Regions from separate parts of the Mus musculus genome. Here regions 2 and 3 are each linked to region 1. The links are chromatin contacts, called in public HiChIP or PLAC-seq maps. All regions are on one chromosome and are shown on one strand. Each heading gives the region's core, a stretch centred on a gene start, on an enhancer-like site or on the middle of the called end of the contact. The rest is flanking DNA. Distances are from core to core; before and after follow the strand shown. Region 1 has its middle 52 kb from the start of Gm40016. Region 2 overlaps Hs3st3b1 (heparan sulfate (glucosamine) 3-O-sulfotransferase 3B1). Region 3 has its middle 140 kb from the start of Hs3st3b1.

Region 1 (4,709 bases), core at 1,076-3,575:
TGCAGCCCCTTGTAATAGTTTTTAAACAAACACCCTGTGAGAAACACAAATAGAACATAATGATTTGGGTTAAAAATACAAGTAGCATGATGCCAAGAAAATACAGATTGAAGGAAGCTTCAATTAAAAGCCCTTATACCTTATAAAATAGAAATCAACGGGGCACTGGGTGGTTTAGGAGGGAAATAAGAGGCAACTTGGCAGTTTCTCCAAAATTTAAAAATAGCATTGCCACACAACACAGACTTCTCACTCATTAGACATGGAGCCAACAGAGCTGGAAATCAACAGTCAACGAAATACTTAGATGAGAATACTTGTAAGATGACCACTTACAGTCATGGAAACAAATGGGGCCCAAAGCGGAAAACAAATTAGAAATGCTAACTATGCTTTGTCCATCCCCTGGTGTCCTTGAGGAAGGCTTCTAGAACACGTGAAGATGATTTGTAATCCATAACACAATGTGCATGCTGATGAAATTACTGCAGTGCATTGTTCAGAAAGCCGGGACAGTAAAAGAAGGCTGATGCATCTTTCATATATTTTTCCCTCTTTGGTTGACTGAGTCTGCAACTTAACACCTATAGAGGACTAGATATACTTGTGTTGTTTGGTGATGCTTAATAGTGAAATGTGGCATACCGTGGCAAGTTATGTGACATACATTTTGAGGGAGGGAGGATTTGTTGTGCTCACTGTTTCCAAGGGTTTGCTATAGTACCTGGGCTAGGCAGATGATCTTGACAGCAGGATCACATGGGCAGAGGCTACTCACACCCTGGTGGGCAGGAGGCAAGTCAACGGCTAACAGATACAGCCTTCAAAATGATTCCTCAGCTAGCCCTCTACCTTCTAAACACATCAGCAGCTGCTAAAGACCAAAGTGTCTAACTGTGGGCTCATAAGGGACATCTCGGATTTAAACTGCAGCACTGTATAAAACAGTGAAATGCAGATACGTTCTACATCACAAAGGAATCTCAAGAGCACTTGCTGTGTCAGTGAATCAGGACAGGAAGAGGCCCGGTGCCACTCTTGTGAAATGTCCTGGACTGTTAAAGCCATGGAACTGGTACAAGAAGCAGTGAGGATCAACTCTTTGATGGTTCTATAATTTTATTTGGAGGTGGTGAAAATATTTTGGAACTAAATAGAACACTGTTTGACAATGTTGTGAATATGCTAATTGCCTGTCGCTTGTTCTCTTTAAAATAGTTAAATCCATGTGAATTTCCTGCCAACTGGGATGTCTTCAATTCATAATATCCCCATGAATCCTCAAAACATCACAAGGCTTCTCATTGTCACTGTATGTCTTCAGAGGCGACTCTTGGCGTCAAAGGGTTGTAGGAGCTAATGCATGATGGGAGATTAAAATAAATCTATCGAAGCAAACGAGATAATGCATGCGTTGAACTCCTTGAGACTCGAGGAAAAACTTAACTGTATTCTGCTTTTCTCGTACTGGCGGACTCTCATTGCACTGAGCCAGAAGAAAGTAAAACAGAAAGCAAGGAACAGGCCACGGAGGTCAGAGTCCTTTTTGAAGTCGCTCCATCTCAGCGTTGCCGGCACTTTCCACGCATGGTGGGTGTGTGGCAGAGAGGAACTGGATAATTAAAAGATTAAAAAGAAAAAAAGAAAAAAAAAAACAAGCAGAAAACACATTTTTTCCCCATAGCTAGTGATGCTGTTCTTCCTTGAAATACTGCCCCTGAAGATCAAAGATAAACAAACAAGCTGGGGGAGGGGTCGGAAAGCGACTCCGACGCCCCAAGTATCTTTTTTTCCTCTACTGAAAACCAGAGCCTTCCTTTCGGAATGTAAATGTTTTCCTCGAAACTTGCGACAATCACGGATGTAAAGGAGAGCTTTTGTCGCAGTGGGGTCTCTTATCTGCACTGACCTGTCGCTCCTTCAGACGGAGACTTGGGCCCCAATTCTCAGGATTTTCGAAAAGAATGCGCTCCAGTGAGGGTGGGGGTGGGTGAGGAAGCCGAGCCGCGCAGACGGTTTAACATGCTAATGTCTTCAGTCTCTTTTAGGTGGAGGATCAAGGTTTGGCTATTTTCAACTTCTTTTCCACTCCCCCTCTCTTCCCATCCCAGTTTAGTTTCGAGAGGACTGTGGATGTGACAAGGGCTTTGTGTAGGGAATTCAGGGGAATGAAAGGGCCAAGGAGACCCAGTTGAGGGAACAAACTTTTGGGGGTCAGTGGGGTCAGTTTGGAATAAAAGCGTGGCATTGTTGGTATTAAGGACATGCTCGCAGCAGGGTGTCCTGAACTGGGCACACAACTCCAGGCCTGTTTATTCAACACTGAAATACCTAAGGATGGGCCTTGGGGAGAAAAGGGGAAGCCAAGCCGGAGGCCTGTGTGGCACCTTCCAGCTTCAGAGAGCTCCCGGGACACACACAAAGCCCCGCTTTTTCCACATTTCGGAGAAGAAAGTGCCTGTGCATAACCCAAAATTAATTGATTAATTAACCAATGCATTAAACGAAGAGCTTCCCGTGGCACTTTTTTTTTTATCCCTCTTTCCTTTCTTTCTTCCCGGCTCCACACATGTACAATCCGGGTCATTGAAAGCCCAAGATAGAAACAGTTTCTTAACGGTGTTTGAAAACAGCCTTTGTTTCCATGGAAGTAGCCGGGGCTCTCTGAGGCTTCCTTCTAAAAAACATTTACCCACCTCAGACCTAAAGGGAGGGGAGGGTGCCTCTCTTTGTTTTGTTTTGTTTGTTTTGTTTGTTTGGGGACGATTAAATGAGAGAAATTGCTTGCAGCAGTCCACACACACACACACACACACACACACACACACACACACTGTTAACCTAAATAAATATTAGTAGTCGTTACTGTGTATTGCTCTTCTGTGGCCTAGTCACTGTGAGGTCAGGAAGAAAGATGGAGGGCTGAGGAAGAGACTGGCCCACTGGGGCTGGAAATAGAATTAAGGCAGAGGGGAAATTCGGCAGCTGGATCCTAGGCAAGGATGTCATCTTCCAGGCAGTGGGGGACATTTCCAGAGTCCAAAGTAAAACGGACCTCAAAGCATGAAATGAATATATATACACCTGAAGGGCCATGTGAGCTTGCTCTACTCTACTCTCTTGGGAGCAACAAGACCAGGACACATAAATACTGAAGAAGGCAAGTGCTGGCTTCTGTTTTATAGATTGCCAGAGTTTTGAATACCAGAGAAAAAGACAGACAAGGTTACAATTTGAAGAACACTTGGAAACAAGGAAGAGTGACATAAAGCCAGCACGTCCAAAGGATTTAGTGCAGACACTTAGGCGGGGACAGGCAAGCCCAGAAAGTAGGGACTGAGTAAAACGGTGTATGAGGTGACAGTGTTCACATCTGGAATAGGGTGTGGCTTGGGGGTTGCACTGTTGACTCTGAGGTTGAGAAAGCAGGGTTTCCAGAAGTTAAATTAAGAGATAGATCACTGAATGGTTTGTCACAGGAAGATGGTGCCAGCAGAGACACTGGCTAAAAATCTAGGTCCATAATCCGCTTACGTGGTAGTGGTAATACAGCATTTGAGTTTGTGCTGTTGGGAAGTCACATGAGAGATGACAAAACAGGATAAAGTCACCATTGTTCAAGAAGATATCACAGGGCTGGAGAGAGAGCTTAGTCTATTAAGATCACCGATTGCTCTTCCAGAGGCCCCAAGTTCAATTCCCAGCAACATGGTGGCTCATAACCATCTATAATGAGATCTGATGCCCTCTTCTGGTATTGTCTGCAGACAGCTACTGTACGCTCATATAAATAAAATGAATAAGCCTTTTTAAAAAAGAAAAGAGGATATCACAGAGGTGACTAAATTAGAAGTGGAGGTTTGTTGGAGAAGAAGGAAGACACAGATAATTTTGGTTTGTCTTAGAAAACCGTAGAGATAGAAGATACGTTTGGAAAGAGTGCCTATACTGACTGTAAAGATGCTTTTGATAGGATCCTTGGGAAATTAGAATGATAAATATTGGTTCAGCGTTATAGTATAAACAAGGAATCTGATCTGTTAGATGAGAAATGTCAAGACTTGTTCTGAAGGAATGGAAGGGGCAAATACATTCTTGTGGCCCCGGGAGTGAGAGTACCCAGAATAGGAGCTGGAGCCAGGGGCTTAAGCCTGTGTTTCTGCCACACTCCACCGTTCTAGACCTCTATAGACCCTCTCATCACAGGCCCCTCTTTAGGAGGCTGGGAAGAGTCACATTCAAAGGTGATCCATGAAAGCAAAGGCGGGCCAGCTTGTTCTACTTGGCCACATACTAAAAGTTTGAGTGTAGAAAGGAAAGAGCCGGTGCTTCCGGCTTCAGACACAGAATGGAGTTTACTGACTTTAGCTGGGGGCATTCTAGATAAGAAGCTCTTGTAGCCCAGCTCCATTGCCTTCATCCAGTCATCACAGCAGTGAAGCGAAATCCAGGAGGGAGGCTGAGAAAACCAACACAAACTCCATGGTTTTCAAGCCTCCTGAGGGTGGAGACTAAGCCAAAGTATCTTACCCAGCACTGTACACAGGCATGAGGGGTGGTTGCTCATCACATGAGTGGATGGATTTGAGATTTGAACACTGGCTCCAGTAAGAGCTGAAGAGGGGAGCACGCTTCCAGGTCATCACTTCAGGGACAACCGATTTGGCTACATCCGGTGATAGTTTTAAAGGGAGGGTCTCTGTGCATTG
Region 2 (4,709 bases), core at 935-3,434, 490 kb before region 1:
CGCGACGGAACATAGTCAGATCCTGTGCGATATTTACCGATTGCTTCGGCCACCAATGAAATATACCAGGCCAAATGGAGTCTGTAGAGATCTGTTGCTTATTCGTGGCTGACTATAACTATGAAAAAGTGAGCCTAGACAGTATGGGGAGCCCTTTTCTCCTGCTGAAGGCTGACCCTGGAAGCTTCTAATCAATAACAAAAGTGGTCCCCACACCCACCCAGGGGGAGCTGTGCTGGGGTTTCCAACTGCTGTTAAGCTAAGGGTTACCACCCCCTCCTCCATCAGCTTTAAGCCATCCAGGAAACACACTGAGAGAAGATGGGCAAAATGAGGGACAGCAGCTGGTCCTTGGTCCTTGTCAGCAGTGCTTCCAAGTTCACAGCTCCTGAGTTGCTGTGTTAGAAGTACTTCTTTAATTTTTAAAAATATTTTTGGGTCCTTTAAAATCTGTGACAAGAGGATTGGACTGCATCCTCCTTATCCTTGAACCTGCCTTCCTTGGAGAGTGTCAGTGGATAAACAGAAAGGGGCAGGTGAGGGAGGGTTACTCGCTGAGCAGAGGAGGGCGGGGCAGGGTGCTGGATTATCCATTCTCTCCTATTTAATTCCGGGGGGGGGGGCGGGGAGCGGCAAGGGCTGGGGGGTGGGTGTGGGGGGAAGGCAGTGCACTGATGGCTTGGATCATGATTTTTCACCAGCCTCTGGAGGACCTGTCTCCATGCTCTTGTCTGCTGCCTCATCCTGGGTCCTGTCTCAGTTATCTTTGTGCCCTTGGTGGGCCGCAGAAGAGAGTGTATGCAGTGAGAGGGGATGCAGGGAATCAGGACTCTTAAACAAGACATTGAACTTGAGAACTGAACCTGTGCAGTGTCTGCTCCCTCACCCCGGAGCTAGGAATCAGCAGAAGGAATGAGAGCAGACAGACCAACCTCTCCCATCCTTGAAAGACTTCTGTTGCTTTTCAAAGCTCATTCACTTTCAAACTATGTTGGAGGAGGAGGAGGAGGAGGAGGAGGAGGAGGAGGAGGAGGAGGAGGAGGAGGGAAAGGAGAAAGGAAGGAAGTAAGTTAAGTAAATGGAAGGACAAACATTTCTGTTTCACAGAAGTGAAAAAAAAAATATCCCGCAAGATCTGGACCACTTCTCTTTGTACTTCAACCAAACAGCTTACAGTCAGGTGCCTAGGTTAAGGCATATTTGACACTGGACTCGCCCTGATTACGTATCCTGAGGTCTGTGCTCTGCCCCTGAGGAGCATCTTGTAAGTGTTCACCATCAAGTGCGGATGGTTCCTACTTATCTTCCAGTGGCTCTGTCCAACTTAATGCTGGCTACAGGGGAAGGTAATTGTAAGGGTTGCTTTACACAACCTGTAAGCTGATCTGTTAACTCTATTAAAAAGTTAGTGTATTGTTGTTGTTGTTGTTGTTGCTTATGTGTAGGTGCCCGCATGTTCCTGCTTGTGTTGTTGTGAGGACAACTTCTGGGACTCAGTTCTCTCCTTCTACCTTCCGCTCTGGGAACCAAACTCAGGTCATGGAGTTTGGGAGCAAATGCTTTCACCTTCTGAGTGGTTTCACTGGTTCAAATGCATTTATTTGTATTCATTGGAAAAACTGAGTCCAAGGCTTGGTATGGTTGGTTCAAGGTCCCAGTCTGATGCAAGGCAGGATGGGAACAGAAGTCCAGGCTTTCTTAGGCTAGTGGGCCACTGTGTAGAGAATGGCTTTTTGACCCTCCCTGAATTTTTGGAGACAGATGGGGTGGGGTCTTACTCGTCATTTTCCATTGGCTCTTGAGTGAGTCTGTATACACACACACACACACACACACACACACACACACACACACACAGAGTAAACTGCCTAAGCCTGGATCCAGTATGAAGGTGAAGGCACAGGGCTGGATCTGCACTCCTGACTCTTGGGACCAATCATCTTGTGGTGGGACTCTACAAGTAGGATTCTGGACCATTCAGTTCTTTCTGGAACTCCAGCTGCCCTCCCCACTGTCTGGGCCTCCTTTTTTGCTTTTGCTTCTGCTTTCTACAAAGTCTGCCTGCCAGAAAAACTTCTGCCTTTCTAATGATTTTAAGGTTTCTTTTCTTTTCCAGGAACCGGGGGCACAGATCCCTCAAATTTCGCAAGATTTGTCCTTCTCAGGCCTCGGTGAGGCGCAGTAAACAGAAGCAGGGAGCTTGGAGCTGGAACACAAAAGCCCATTAGCTTTTCACTCCCCCCACCCCCCAAGGCCCAGCCCCTTCCCGGAACAGGAACCACCCCCTTTGTGAGCCGGGCCTAAGACCCAGGCAAAGGCCTGGAGGAGAGGGGGCTCCAGCTGCCTGGGCAGTGAGATGCTCATTCGCTCCCCACCTCCCAGCATTGAAAAGCTTTTATTTTCAGAGCAGCATTGAAACTCCAGGACAATGGAGGCCAAATCCTTGGGCAGCGGTTGGGGCCAGGACGGGGGAGGCAGCCTTTGTCATGTCTCTTCTTTCCAACCCATTACCTTAAAAAAGAAAAAGAAAGAAAGAAAGAATGAAAAGAGAAAGGACCGAAAGGACCCATGAACTCTTTAAGAATCGTGACATCACTTCCGCCAGACCTGAAATCTAGACTATTTACAGTTTCATTTGAAATTAGTTTAAACTCTCCCAAAGGAGTGCTTTGATATGCAAACATCTCCCCAAAGGGAGACAGTTACTTATGGAGATGTGGCCCTTTGAAGGGGCTCAGTGTTGGTGGGCTCCAGGCCTCTGAGGAAGTGAGAAGACCCAGATGAAGGCCCACACTGACAACTGATAGCATGGTCCTCCTCTACCAAATGGAGTCCCCTGGGAAGAAGGAGGAGTGTGCCATAAAGGAGAAGCTATCTCGGTTGATCTTGGTTCCGCTTACACTTCTCGCTCTCTAGCCTGCAGTCCCAGCTCACACAGGCTAACTCCCATCCCCGCTTCTTTTCCCAGTCCCGGCTGCGAACTGTCTTCCTACAGAACGGGACAAGGGAGGAACTGCTGTTCCCTCACTCCTGACTCACTGTGACTTACCGCATCACCAGGTGCAAACACAGCAGAGAAGTTGGGGTTGCCAGGCAGGCTTTCAGTGGGTTTTAGCGCGCATGCCTGCTACTGCTCTGCACAGCCTGTGATGAGGACTCTACTGCCTTAGTGCACTGTGTCTGCCTGGAGCTCCAGTTGCCTGCTGCTGCCCCAACACTCCTGCTTGGTTGGCAGCTGCTAGGGCTTTCGGTAGCTTACCCCAGTAGAGGGAAGTTAAGTTACAGGGGCTGTGCCTGCCTTTGTCACTGACCTGCTACAGGCCTAAAGGCAATAAGGGCCCAGGGACCATGATACAAAACCTCTGGGATAATGAGCCAAACGACCCTTTCTTCCCTGGAAGTGGTTTCTCTCAGGTAATTCGTCACAGCAATGGAAAGCTGGCTAGGATTTCCCATACCCCACTGTTAGTGTCCTAGGAAGGGCTTTCTGCCCTGGGACACATCCCACATACTCATCCCCCCCCTCCCGAGATCGCAGTACATTTTCAACTCCACTACTAGTGTTTATGAGTTTACCAAATGCTCAAAAAAAAAAAAAAAAAAAGACACTTGGTTTACTTTCCCACATTGGATGGCAGCTTCCTCATTGCTGAGACCTGCCCCTGACTGTACAGATTCCAGGGAGCTGTTTTTTTTTTCTTTGGAAGGGATGTGGAACACAGTCTTCCTAGAAACCTTGGTTCTTCTGCCCTGTGACTGAATTGTCAGAGGCTTCTGGGAAATGCTACAGCTGGTGGGTCATCACAGTTTCCTGGCCTGGGCCTTGAGGTTTTGGTCAGTATTGTGGAACCGAAGGGGCAGAACCATTTAGCTCCTTCCTCAGGCTAACTTAACAGATGTGGAATCCAAGGCCTGAGAATTTGGGAATATAGCCAAGGGGTCATGCCGATTGGAAGTGAAGAGACTCACATCACAACTTTATTTCAATGCTTCAGAAACGATACCAATTTAACGAAATCTCTAAGTATTGAGTGACTGTTTTCTCATTTTACCCGTATTTTCCCTGGAATGGCATCAAAACAAGGACTTGTCAGCCTTTGGCCCTGTATTAGGGGAGGTGCCAAGCCTTGGTGGCCAAGGGCAACAGAGGGAGCTTGGGTGCGTCAGGGCTGTTCTGTCCTGATTGTAATGGTGGTGCTTAGACTGTGCACCTGCCACTGGGCTTAGTCCTGGGCATGAATGTAAGTTTTTTGTTGTTGTTTTGTTTTGTTTTTTCGAGACAGGGTTTCTCTGTATAGCCCTGGCTGTCCTGGAACTCACTTTGTAGACCAGGCTGGCCTCGAACTCAGAAATCCGCCTGCCTCTGCCTCCCAAGAGCTGGGATTAAAGGCGTGCACCACCATGCCTGGCATGAATGTAAGTTTAAAGTGTAAAACTTTTAAAAGAAGAAAAAGTTCCCTTTGGCATTCAGAAAACTTGGAGTATTTCCATGACTTGGTAGGAAGTGATCATCTATGGAAGAGGAAGAGGGCTTCATAGCCCCTGATTGCTCAGCTCCTCTCTGCAGACTGAAGACCAGACCTCCCCGCACCAGCCTTGTCTCTCTCTGAATGTCATTAACGCCGCACATCAGCTGTTTTGTGTGACAGTTGCTGTGCTGAGCTACAGCGAGGGGGTTACACACCCATTTTAATAATCTTCCTTTTCGC
Region 3 (4,709 bases), core at 1,029-3,528, 370 kb before region 1:
GGGAGACTTGTCTACAGGGGGCTTGTGAGGCCTCCAGGGGGGAAGTGAGCCCGACCTGAGCGGCTTCTCTAGGATTTTGACCAGGAATCTTAGGTGAAGGTATGTGAATCTGGGTGGGTGGACCTCTGTTTCCAAGCTGGAAAATAGAAAGGCTGTATCAAAATGGAAAGGGAGCCTCACTTGGTGTCTGGATTCTACATTTGTCCCCTTCTCACTCCTTACTCTTCTTTGCCCATCATCTAGGCACGCTTTCCCATCACCTCTGCCTGTCTAGAGCATTTATTTTGCCAGTGGCCTGGGGATGCTGTGTTCTCTCATCTCACTAGTGTTTCTTAGTCTCCCGTGTGCAGAAGACTCACACTTTTACCAAGAGGAGCCTGCGTATGGACCTGAGACTGTGTTTCTAACAGAGCCCTGAGGAAGGTGATGATGCTCTTCTGTGGTATCCTAGAAGCAGGTCTGAAGACTTAAAAGGCCAAAGTGCCAAGGAACCAAAGATGCTCCACACAGAAACGCCTTCCAGCTCTGGCTCTTGGATTCTTTCTCCCCTGCTGTTCTGTAGGCTCTTGCTGATTTCCAGAGGTAGGTCATTTTCTGAACTGAGTGATGCTAAGGGTTGAACTGCTGAAGAGGGCTCCTCTCATAGCATCACATTTACTCTAGAAAATTTTCACATTTCCATTCTGGGTTTCCTGGACCCATGTAAAATGTGTAGAAGATTGTCGAGCAGTTAGGAGGCGGAGCCTTATGGAGGAAATGGACTACTGGCGGTTTTACAGCCTTGGCCTGACTTCCTGTCTATGGTCTGCATCCTGCTCCTGTAAGAAGCCAGGTAAGGACTTCCAGCTGCCACTCCTGCCACTTCGGATCCTCAGAGCTATTCCATTTCTTCCTTTATGATAGATTATATGTTCAAACTGTAAGCTGGAGTACAACTTCATCCTCAAGTTGCCTCTTATTAGGTATTTGGTCATATCCACAAGAAAAGTAATATTGTGATCAACTGGACAAGGATATGTCTTATAAATCCAGAATCCAAACCTAAGACAGATTACCCACAGGTTTCTTAATTACATAGCATTTAACCAGAGAATAGGGACAACAATGGAAAAAAGAAGGAATTTGGACACACACACACACACACACACACACACACACACACACAAGATTGGGGGGGGTGACATAACAAGAGTGTATCTCCTTCATAACCCTTTCCCCCCTTCTTAGAGATAGGGTCAAACTATGTAGCCCTGGCTGTCCTGAAACTCACTGTGTAGGCCAGAACTCAGAAATCTGCCTGCCTCTGCCTCTGCCTCTGCAGTGCTGGGATTAAATGCGTGTGCCACTCTGCCCAGCTCATTTCTTCTTGTTTGTTTCCTGTGAAGATAATTAAAATTTTTAAATATTTTTCCCAGAAGGGTTGAGATGTCTGGCTCTTATCCTGCCTGTATTGCTTCAGAGTGGACTAATCTGGAAGATGCTCTCAGCCAAGTTCTAGGAGGTCTTGCTTCCTCTAGGATGGATGCCAGTCACATCCCAGGTCTCTGTTTTGATGCTGTCCTCCTCGAGGTCACTTTCCACAATTTCTAGGAGGATGTCCTTTTAGGCCAAGCAAATCACAGTAATGAGATTCCAGTTCATTTTCAAATCTTGTTTAACTTCCTGCCCACGCTGACATAGCTGTGATTGACACGGGATATATAATCAAATCAGCAAAAAGAGAGTGTGTCTCTCAAAGAGGTCACCATTTGGAACCCAAATGCCTCTCTGGAGTGTGACTCCCTAATTACATATCCACAGAGGCTGGGGACTAGAGACCCTGAGTGAAGAAACCAATGTGTAATAATCACGTTGCAGGTTTATTCACTGCTACTTGGTACCACATTAACATCCCTTTATATTTCCTGAGCTCTTGCCTGAGTGTTTTCTCAGCAGGGTAGTCAGAGAGGCTGATGGGATGCTGCAGTGCCTGGCTGGACTTGTGAGCTGGAAGCAGCTATAAACGAGGACATTTGCTTGGCTCACTGGCTAATGAGTGAAGGTTCACCGAGAGTAATCACGCTGCAGTGGGAGTTCCTTAATGATTGGCACAGTTCATTAAAAGAAGAAACAAACTCTACAGAGAGCGTTGGAGAGAGGCTGGGATGGGAAGGTCAGATCGTGGAAGTGGGGGCTGTGGCTCGCTGGAATGTTGCTTTCACACAATTAGGTGTTTGAAGGAAGACAGAGCCTGGATACAGTTGAGTAATTTCAGCTAATTGAGATTTGCATGGGTCAAAGACCAGAGGTCTTGCTGCTGTTAAAACAGGATGTGGCATCCGCCATGGGATCCTTGGATGAACAGTGCCTGTGTGTGCCTCAGAACAATGGAAAGTGATGCCTTCCTGACACACAATGGCTTTCAAGGAGATATCTGTCCACTGAATCCTGCCGCAGGCTCTCTGCCGTGGAATCACAATGCCTTCAGCCTTACCCACGTGGATCCTTCTCTGTCTACCTTGTCTACCTTCTCATGAGTGAGAACAGAGGATGCCTCAGCTAACCCACTGTGCAGCGTCTACAAGAGACACTGCTCATGTAAGGCGTGTTCCCAGGACTCAGAAAGACCATGGTGGCAGCATGTGCCCCGGCTTTGGATGTAAGAATGGGTGATCACAGCTTTGAGTGCTGTTCTCTGGAGACTGAGATTTTGCTTGCAGAGATGGGCGTACCATAGAGATTCTGTTTCTCTTCTCTCTTTAAGCCATTTCCATATAAACCCATATTCTATGGAGTGAGAGAAAAGCCAGAGATGGGAGATGGGTAAGTACCTGCAGGCTATTGCTAGTTCATATAGCCTCCCTGTGTGTAGTGGAGAAAGCCACCCCTTCCACACAGGGCTGCACACCAGCACCATTCACAACTGATTCTCCTGTGGTGCCCCAGTGCATGGTTTATACAGCCATGCCAAAATGGCTGTGGCTATTAGGCCTGCAGTGGCATGGAGAGGGAAGGGCCCTCTAGACCCATGGAATGTCTTCCTTACTTTTGAATCCTAAAACGTACAGGACCTACACCCAGCTAAAGCCACCTGTCCCTTCCACGTGTCCCCTCTGAGGTTTGGCCTCCTGTAGACTCAGGAGCTTGAAGAAGTGCACACCTCTGCCTCTGCAGAGAGGAGCAACCACACGAGCTGTTCCTTCAGGGCCGTAAGCGTCCTCCTCCTCCTCCTGCTTCTGCCTCCTGAGCCCAATCTCAGTGAGTTTAGCGTATTAAAGACAGGAGGACCATACCTTTGGGCTTCTGTCTTCCTTAAGTTCCCAGTGCAAGGAATGGCCATGTGCCTTGCCAACTAGAGGCCACAGCAAGAGAAGGTTCCATTGGTTTACATGGATGTATGAGCACGTGATAGAGGGACACCTCGTGCTTCCCTGAGACAAAGGACAGGAATATGGCACTTTTGGTGCCTTATATAGGACGTGAAGAATATTCATATATAAGTAGGTTACAGGGCTTCTAATACAGAGGGAAACCTATTTAAGTTTCATTTAGCTCCTCAAATACTTGAATGTGTGTCATTTGTGTGTGTCCCCCAGCCCCCCCCACCCCCCCCACCCCCCGAACTTAAGATTGGGACTGAACACATGTGTGCTTGTCTAAAGAACCATATTTGGGCTTCATTTATTGGCCTGACAGAAATTGAGCTCCCATTCAATCTTGTGGGCTGAGGGAAGAAGGCACCCAGAACATAGTTTTTTTGGGTTTGTTGTTTTTGGGGGTTTTTTGGTTGTTTTGTTTTTTATTGTGTGGCATTGGAAATACCTTCTGTGAAGACCAGACTGTAGGATGTCCTAGTGAATCACAGTATTATCAGCTACAAAGGCTTCTTCTGTGCAAGCCAGCATATCCTAAAGGAAAGGCTGGGAGGCTGGAGGCATGAGGCCAGGGCCATGCCCATTTCTCTGGTCCCCACTCTGCATTCCCTAGCACGGTGCTATGTCTCTTCTGTTCCCTCTCCTTGGCTCCAACAAGTTGCTCTTTCTTCCTTTTCTTATTCTTATGACCCTCTGTCTTAGTCACTGCTCTGTTGCTGTTGAGGAGACACCATGACCAAGGCAACTCTTAAAACAGAAATCATTTCATTGGGGCTGGCTTACAGTGCCTCAGGTTGAATCCATTGTCATCATGGTGGTAGCATGGCAGCATGTGTGGTATTGGAGCAGCACCTAAAGCTGCATTCTGATCCCCAGGCAGAGAGCAGAGGGAGAAGGGGAGGGGGAGAGGGAGAGGGAGGGGAGGGAGGAGGGGAAGGGGGAGGGGGAGGAGGAGAGAGGGAGACAGAGAAAGACTGCACCTGCTTTGAAAACCCCCAAACCCACCCCCAATGATACTCTTCCTCCAACAAAGCCACACCTCCTAATCCTTCTAGTTCTATCAAAGAATTCCACTCCTTGATGGCTATTCAAATATATAAGCCTATGGGGGCCACCTTATTCAAACCACCACATCCCCTTACTTATGATCTGTATTTATGGAATAATTATGTTTATTCATGAACTCTGTCCTTGCATTTAGTCATGATGAATGTCTTCTGTTATCTATCTAAACACAGGAAAAATATTCACATTAAATTGTGAAATTGTTTCAAAATGGGTCAATAACTCTGTCAAAGGATGCCATGAAAAACAAAACAAAACAAAACAAAAAACAAAAACAAAAACAAAACAAAA

Evidence for each region. HiChIP or PLAC-seq counts read pairs in DNA pulled down with a chosen protein or histone mark.
Region 2: a contact with region 1 is called in an H3K27ac HiChIP or PLAC-seq map of differentiating embryonic stem cells, with 9 times the contacts expected there. The contact joins two enhancer-like sites. A contact is called at or near these places in 1 of 39 promoter capture datasets (embryonic stem cells), 16 of 484 Hi-C or Micro-C datasets (Sertoli cells, cerebellar granule neurons, colorectal tumor organoids and 10 more), 11 of 115 datasets of contacts at active chromatin or transcription factors (differentiating embryonic stem cells, embryonic basal ganglia, embryonic forebrain and 6 more) and 1 of 9 other capture datasets (embryonic stem cells).
Region 3: an H3K27ac HiChIP or PLAC-seq map of stem cell-derived anterior neural progenitor cells shows a contact between it and region 1, with 14 times the contacts expected there. The contact joins two enhancer-like sites. A contact is called at or near these places in 1 of 15 datasets of contacts at CTCF or cohesin (stem cell-derived epiblast-like cells), 30 of 484 Hi-C or Micro-C datasets (the N1E-115 cell line, adipose-derived mesenchymal stem cells, cerebellum and 12 more), 6 of 115 datasets of contacts at active chromatin or transcription factors (craniofacial prominence, differentiating embryonic stem cells, embryonic fibroblasts and 2 more) and 2 of 9 other capture datasets (embryonic stem cells and embryonic tail).

What each region holds. Positions count from the first base shown.
Region 1 is chr11:63,410,082-63,414,790 of GRCm38.p6, reverse strand. No RefSeq gene overlaps it. Among named protein-coding and RNA genes, the nearest start is that of Gm40016, 52 kb to the left of the region's middle. Within about 2 kb of position 2,325, at least 45 of the 459 cell types and tissues checked have an H3K27ac peak or open chromatin away from gene starts, as enhancers often do. A contact at or near this core is called in differentiating embryonic stem cells, embryonic stem cells, ganglionic eminence and 4 more, where this site is marked.
Region 2 is chr11:63,896,271-63,900,979 of GRCm38.p6, reverse strand. All of the region lies in intron 1 of Hs3st3b1 (heparan sulfate (glucosamine) 3-O-sulfotransferase 3B1), which reads left to right. Among named protein-coding and RNA genes, the nearest start is that of Hs3st3b1, 24 kb to the left of the region's middle. Within about 2 kb of position 2,184, at least 62 of the 459 cell types and tissues checked have an H3K27ac peak or open chromatin away from gene starts, as enhancers often do. A contact at or near this core is called in differentiating embryonic stem cells, embryonic stem cells, ganglionic eminence and 4 more, where this site is marked.
Region 3 is chr11:63,782,975-63,787,683 of GRCm38.p6, reverse strand. No RefSeq gene overlaps it. Among named protein-coding and RNA genes, the nearest start is that of Hs3st3b1, 140 kb to the left of the region's middle. Within about 2 kb of position 2,278, at least 10 of the 459 cell types and tissues checked have an H3K27ac peak or open chromatin away from gene starts, as enhancers often do. A contact at or near this core is called in stem cell-derived anterior neural progenitor cells, where this site is marked.